Linked DNA regions of Rattus norvegicus: region 2 is linked to region 1. A link is a contact called in public Hi-C data. All regions are on one chromosome and are shown on one strand. The core of a region is the stretch at or near the end of the contact, and the rest is flanking DNA. Distances in the headings are between cores, read along the strand shown. Region 1 overlaps LOC134484146 (a long non-coding RNA gene). Region 2 holds the start of Utp14a (UTP14A small subunit processome component).

What was found. Hi-C and Micro-C count contacts between places; a contact is called where the count stands out from the background.
Region 2: a contact with region 1 is called in a Hi-C map of frontal cortex, with 2.3 times the contacts expected there. The contact joins the promoter of Utp14a here to the enhancer-like site in region 1.

The regions. Positions count from the first base shown.
Region 1 is chrX:132,071,661-132,075,351 of GRCr8, forward strand. LOC134484146 (a long non-coding RNA gene) reads left to right here. Exons shown (of 4, transcript XR_010061552.1): 3 at 2,533-2,661. It also overlaps a transcript of Apln not described here. Among named protein-coding and RNA genes, the nearest start is that of Apln, 18 kb to the right of the region's middle. Within about 2 kb of position 1,716, at least 7 of the 93 cell types and tissues checked have an H3K27ac peak or open chromatin away from gene starts, as enhancers often do.
Region 2 is chrX:132,315,222-132,318,912 of GRCr8, forward strand. Utp14a (UTP14A small subunit processome component) reads left to right here and starts at 2,019. Exons shown (of 15, transcript NM_001014113.2): 1 at 2,019-2,079; 2 at 3,434-3,509. The coding sequence starts at 2,054.

The DNA.
Region 1 (3,691 bases), core at 466-2,965:
AGCGTACACACTTTGCCCTTGCTGAGGGGTCAAAGAAGGGGCTGCGTCCACCAGACTCCTGAGTCAGACATGCGGCCCTGTAAGTCCATACATTCAGAACGTGTGAAAGTGATCGTGCTGCTACTCAAGTCTGAAGGAAGAATTACAGACCTTTTACATCAATTTTATTCATTGTTGTGGCTGTGATATGCATGCAAGTGCACAGTTGCCACAGCACATGTGGGAGTCAGAAGGACAACTGCAGACGTCTCTCCTTCCGCTTTTACATGGCTACAGAAATTGAACTCAGGTCATGAGACCGGCACAGCAAATGATTTGCTTGCTTGAGCCATTCTCCTAGCCCTACAAAACTTTTTTCCTTTCTTTCTTTCTTTCTTTCTTTCTTTCTTTCTTTCTTTTTTTTTTTTTTGTAATTGCTATTTTACTTGAGTTCAATTTAAGACACGGTCTGCTGTGTAGAGCCTCTGCCTCAGCTTTCCAAGTCTTTGGAGTTTAGGTGTGAACTACCACACCCAATGAGTCCAGACCTTTGATGCAATTGATGGGCATACACCTTCCTGAGTTTCCATGGTAACTGGGAATCATCATAGCTATCCGCATCCTAACAAAATCATATGCCTTTTATGGCCCGCAGCTGCACAACGTCGTGAAGAGAGAATGCTTCCCTCTGACATGGCAGTGTGTTGCATGTGGATAATGACAGGGGCCTGGGGTGGGGCGGGGGGTAAGGGGTCTCTAATGACTTGGATGAATCCACCTGCTTCAGCTCATTGTCACCAGAGAGAGGTCATAGGTCAACACTGCTCACAGAATTCTCGGCTGGAGCTCTTAAGTAGCACCCCTTGTGAAGAGATGTTCACCCAGGCTGGTGCACCAGGGTTCACTTTTCCCTGCCTTGAGCTTCCTTTGTTCTGCATTAAATGGACCCAGTCATGCCTGCCTTGATAGCTTGTTCTGAAGAAGACATTATGGCTGGCACAGCAAGCATGTCCTAAACTACTGACTAGCTCATAACAAGTGTGAAAGTCAATTCTGGAAAGTCTGTCCTAAATGCTTTTGCCCTGCCCCACCATGGAACCTTCCCCCCAACACACTTTCTTTTCTTTCTTTTTAGAAATTAACTCCACAAACAGGTAGAAAACCTACAAGTGGGAGTAGTCCCTGGGAAGTCAAAGATTCCAAGTTCGAAATGATCCAAAGTTGAGACTTTTCAAATTGTGTCTCACAGGATTGTGGGTGCCTCCAGGGGACTCTGGTAGGAAGAAGAATGAGACTCAATGGTTGATGCTGAGGGCTTTGATCTTGCTTTGATCCAATTTATCTAGGCTATGGATTTGCAAAGAGTTTGAGAAGTCTGGCAGGGCACTTCTGGCTTTGCTCCTGAACTCAAGTAGCCTAAAAACAGCCGCGGTGAGAGAAGCACGGGACCCCGAAGGTAGCCAAAGCTCTATTTGCTCACACAGGCCAAGCCCCGTTCCCCAGACCCAGGCTGTTTCAACCTGGCACCCTGAGAATCAGACTGGTAAGCAGAGAGAGGCTGAGGAAGGAAACAAATCTGGGTCTTCCCTCTGGGAAGCAAGAGCAGGAGCAAAATCCAAAACACACTGGGCTGGGGGGCCCACCTTCCAGGACATTCTTTGCTGAGGGTGAAGGGTACGGGTCTAATCTGCATTCAGGACAAAGCCGACAGGGTGTTTGAGTGTTGTTGTCATAGAGACTCAGAAAGGTGTTATTAGCATCTTTTCAACTCGGTGGCCCTGTGTGGGCCAGTCCCGTGCAATCTTAGCAGTAGCGCGCTGTCACCCTGGCAACCCATTAGCCTAGTGTTGTTACCATGGAAACTCCAGCGAGGTTGATGGGCCCAAGAACTTCCCTGAGGAGGTATCCTCTGGGGGATCTGCCCTTGGCAGTGCCTATTCCTCAGGTCTCCCAACTGACAGTTGCTTGCTACTCAGACACTGGAGGCATTTGGGGTATTTTTTTTTTCTGGAGTGAGCTCAGATTCTGTATGACAGAAAAGAATTTGGCCCTACAGAGTGGCAAGTCTATGCTTTGTTACCATGGAAATGCTGCTTTTAAGGCTCTCAATGCAGGATGCAAAACTAACTCTTCCAGGCAATTGAGGCCAGCCAGAGAGGAGGCTTGCACTTCACACTCTTGGAGCTCATTCATTCATTTGGCATCACTGAGCACTTATCAATACACTGGGTGCTGTGGATGCTCTGGGTTACAACTAGAGACAAGGCCTGATTACCCACTGTTCTCAGCTGAAAAGAATGTTGAGGTGGATAGAACCATTTTACTTCCTGCTTCAACCCTGCCTTGTTCTCAGCCACTGCATTAGGACCATGGGGTACCAAAGAAGCCTAGGTCCCTTGGGGGATCCGGTGATAAGAGGAGATGTGTGACTGAATGCCAGCCCCCTAAGAGTGGCATCAAGATTTCTCTGAGTTCAAAGAAATCCTCAGTTTTGCTGTATAAGGATGAACAAGATGAATATTTGTATAACATATTCCTTACTTGTATCTTCAGGAAATTTATATCATTGTGCTGTCTGTGTCACTAAAACTTGGGTAAACTTGCCAGAAGAGTCTGCCAGCTACGGCTGTGTGAAACCAAAGCAGGCTACCCTGAGAGATAATGAACTCCTCATTCCTGGAGGTAAGCAAGCAGAGACAAAACAACTGCTGGGCAAGGATTGTATAGACGGTTCAGTCATAGACCTGGACTGCAATCTCTAATTCTTGGCACAGCTTGCTAGCTGTGTGACTTTAGGCAAATTGCTTATTGAACTTTGCTTTCCCTGTCCATAGAAAAGGGAATGAGAGTTTCTGCCTGGTGGAGTTGTCTTGGGGACTCAATGAGTAGGGCAGATGTAAAGCAGACAGAATACCTAGCACATCAGTACTCCATAAATATTAGCTTGCCTTATGATATGATGGTTCAGCTGAAGTTCCCACCAAGTGTGACTGTTAGCTATGCATCCTCCTGCACCATCTAGGGGAGAGAGAGAGAGAGAGAGAGAGAGAGAGAGAGAGAGAGAGAGAGAGAGAGAGAGAGAGAGAGTCTTCCCAAGGGCAGGGCTCTCTGTACCGATCCAGGAGCTTTGAACTCTCTCCACTAGCATGCTTCTAGTAGTGGTTTTCTTTTCAGGTTGCTTTTAGTTTCAATCTCTTCACCGAGCCTAAAGACCCAAACAAGGGGTACAAGGGGTCACGTCCACAGTATAGTAAGGGAAGTGAAGACAGGTGGATGAGTAGGGACCCAGTTATCAAGTGGCAGAGCTGGCATGACAGCTTCCTTTGCGCTACAACCCTTCTCAGAACTTAGGACCACCATATCGAGAGGACAGCAGATGGAAAGAGCAAGGTGTGTGGGGTGGACGAAAGAAGAGCCCTGCCTGGCAGTGGTAATTGGAGGGCAGCCTCCTCCCTTCTTGCACTTGTGCATGAAAGAGTCACAGCCACAATTAGGGGACCCAGCCAGGGTACATCTTAGAAATGCTAAGGGTGTGACTGCTGTGCTCGACCTAAGGAAAAAGCACACAGTGATGCCTGCGCATGAGCACTTACGTGAAGCTGATTTCTAGAAGCTTTTCCTGAGCTCCTATCATTCTGCTCACACACCCAGAAGCTTTCCCTTTGAGTCAAGTTCGGGGATTCATTTTTGTCTCAATGTAGTGGCTCAAATA
Region 2 (3,691 bases), core at 769-3,268, 240 kb after region 1:
AGTAATATTCCATTGTGTAGATGTACCACATTTTCTATATCCATTCCTCTGTTGAAGGGCATCTGGGTTCTTTCCAGCTTCTGGCTATTATAAATAAGGCTGCTATGAACATAGTGGAGCACGTGTCTTTTTTATATGTTGGGGCATCTTTTGGGTATATACCCAAGAGAGGTACAGCTGGATCCTCAGGCAGTTCAATGTTCAATTTTCTGAGGAACCTCCAGACTGATTTCCAGAATGGTTGTACCAGTCTGCAATCCCACCAACAATGGAGGAGTGTTCCTCTTTCTCCACATCCTCGCCAGCATCTGCTGTCACCTGAGTTTTTGATCTTAGCCATTCTCACTGGTGTGAGGTGAAATCTCAGGGTTGTTTTGATTTGCATTTCCCTTATGACTAAAGATGTTGAACATTTCTTTAGGTGTTTCTGGCCATTCGGCATTCCTCAGCTGTGACTTCTTTATTTAGATCTGAACCCCATTTTTTTTTTTAAGATTTATTTATTATATATAAGTACACTGTACCTGTCTTCACATCATTAGAGGGCATCAGATCTCATTACAGATGGTTGTGAGCCACCATGTGGTTGCTGGGATTTGAACTCAGGACCTCTGGAAGAGCAGTCAGTGCTCTTAACCACTGAGCCATCTCTCCAGCCCTGAACCCCATTTTTTAATAGGGTTATTTGTCTCCATGCGGTCTAACTTCTTGAGTTCTTTGTATATTTTGGATATAAGGCCTCTATCTGTTGTAGGATTGGTAAAGATCTTTTCCCAATCTGTTGGTTGCCGTTTTGTCCTAACACAGTGTCCTTTGCCTTACAGGAGCTTTGCAGTTTTATGAGATCCCATTTGTCGATTCTTGATCTTAGAGCATAAGCCATTGGTGTTTTGTTCAGGAAATTTTTTCCAGTGCCCATGTGTTCAAGATGCTGCCCCAGTTTTTCTTCTATTAGTTTGAGTGTATCTGGTTTGATGTGGAGGTCCTTGATCCACTTGGACTTAAGGGCAAGAATATTTTTATGCAAGAAGTCTCAGGCTGGCCAAATGCATTTGACCTGCAACCCTGAGAACCTAAATCTAATCCCCTGAAGCCTGATGGTGGAAGAAATTACTACAAGTTGTTCTGATTTCAATATGTGCAGTGTACACATATACACATACAAGTGAGCTCACACACATAGATATATTTATTTAAAAATCAGTATGCCAGACGTGGTACAAGCATGTAATCCCAGCAGGTGGAGTACTGAGGCAACGGGGTCACCAAACTAAGGCTAGCCAGAACTATATACGAACTGTCGTAATAGGACCTTGTGCCTCATGCCTGTGCTACAGTCTGCCAGCGAGCTTTGGCCCGGATAAAACGTGTGTGTGTGTGTGTGTGTGTGTGTGTGTGTGTGTGTGTGTGTGTAAGGGTCCTACTATGTTGCACCAGATGTAGTTGAAGAGACCTTTCTGCCTCATATCTCATTCTTGAGTGACATTTTCTTGTATAGTAAAAGGGAACAGTGATCTGCAATCGCCTGTACACCGGATCAAAAGGAATTTCCCTTAAGATGGAAAGAAACTTGCTCTGTTCACGTCTCGGACGTCTCCGAGATCTTTCTGGCCACTATGCGGGAGTTCAACACAGTCTGGAGCTGGCCAGTCCTGAGTTGTGTGACAGAGTCCAACGGGGCTTGGCTCTGGACGCTTTGTTTGGTTTTGGTTTTAGCTCCGTCCCTGACAGCATTACAACCTCGCCCTCACCTCACTAATCTTGGACGGCAAGAAAACCAAACGCGGGGAAAATAACACAGGTAAGCTTCAAACCTCCAAGAATTGGGACTGCCAAGTCCCACCCACGGACAGTACGGCCCACTGGCAGGCAGCCGGGTTTTAACATCGACCAATCCTGAAGCGCCGCCAATACTTTGCAAACCTCTCCCTGGGCGGAAATGACGAGAATGTCGTGCGTGATTGGCGGAAGCAAAAATTGCTTTGCGGCAGGCAAAGAGGTTGCTCTCTCTTTGGCTTCCGTTCTTGACCCATGTGAGTTACCGGCTACTAAGATGAGCGCGATCAAAGCTACGAAGGGGTAAGACGTAAAAGGGAAAGGAGATTCCCGGGTATATTTGAGGGCTGAATTTCCTGCATTTAGGGAAGTGGAAGCCATCTTCTAACAAACAGTAGTTTGTTTGAGATTCGCCTCCCAAGACCCTGCCAATAGTTAATGTATCGGCGATTAATCCTAAAGCCCCTTAATTTAAATAGATTTCGCTCCTGTTTCTCGGCTCTTAAGTTGCATCGCTATTAGGCCTGATGATCGTCTGCCTCTTGGCAGATTTATTATCGATTTCCTTTAAAGTTACTGTTGATTTCCCTTTGTCACGTGCCCATTTTCTGCCGCTGCCACGCGCGACCTGCGCAGGCAGTTGAGTGCCAAGTTGTGCGAGAGTCATCCACAGTGTTTCTGCCAAGTTGTACGAGAGTCATCCACAGTGTTTCCTCCCCTCTGGTATTTCCTGTGTTACCCCTCAATCTTAGAAAATCTAAATGTAGTCCATTTGGTAATGTTTGCCTAGTAAATACCGAGATCCACTGGTAAGTGTTAGTAGACTCTTCCTAAATTCTAATCACATTAAGCACCCGTTTACTCGTTGGTTTCAATCATTCCCCTATTTCCCCAGTTCTGGGAACAAATTATCACGGTTAAAGTTTCAATAAGTTGCACTTAATCAAGGCACCTGACCGGTGAGAGATGCATAGAAGCATCAGTAGAATGTTTAAAAGGTTACCCATGTCTTAATCCCAGCACTTGGGAGGCAGAGGCAGGCTCTGTGAGTTCTAAGTCAGGCTGGTCTACAAAGCAAGGTCCAGGTCACCTAACGCTACACAGAAAAACTCTCAAAAGAAAAACCAAAAACCACGTTTAAATGGTTAATTAGGAAACTACCTTTGCCTCAAAGGACAGCAGTATCGTCAATGGGAAATTGAAGCACCGTAAGTAATAGAAATATAGTATTAGCCACTAACCAATGTTGTCTTTCCCATGCCGATATTGTCATCTTGGAAGTGATACCTGACTCCCTTCTAAGACAGTTTAACTAATTACCTTCTGTTTTGTTTTTGCACCTCTTCTCAGATAAGAATACTTAGAACTGAACAAACTGATATTTTAGACCAGTAGTTCTCAACCTTCCTAATGCTGCAGCCCTGCAGTTCCTTATGTTGTGGTGACAACCCCACCACCACCATAAAGTTTTGCTGCTTCATAACTGAAATTTTGCTATTGTTTTTAATTGTAACGTGCATAATATCTGATATGTGACTCATGGGAGAGGACCTTTTGGCCCCTGTGGGTCTTGACCCCCAGGTTGAGAACTGTTTGTTCAAAGGTTATTTTAATTAGAAGAGTTGTTTCATGTTTCTATGTTGTCTTTTTAAAACAGCCTTCTGGCTTTGAGCCAGCAGGACGATCTAATGGATTTGCCAACCAACTACCCTTTGAGTGACAGTGAAGATGAGGTAGGTGAGAGCTGTTGAACTGTCTCAAAATGATGGTGATCAAAACATTCCTGGAGACGAAAGGGGAATAAAAATGTGTGTGTAAGGGGAGGTGAATACAATTCTAACATATGATGTCTTTTGGGGGGTGGTATTGTTTTTGGGGAGGGTTTCAAGACAAGGTTTCTCTGTGCAGCTCTGGC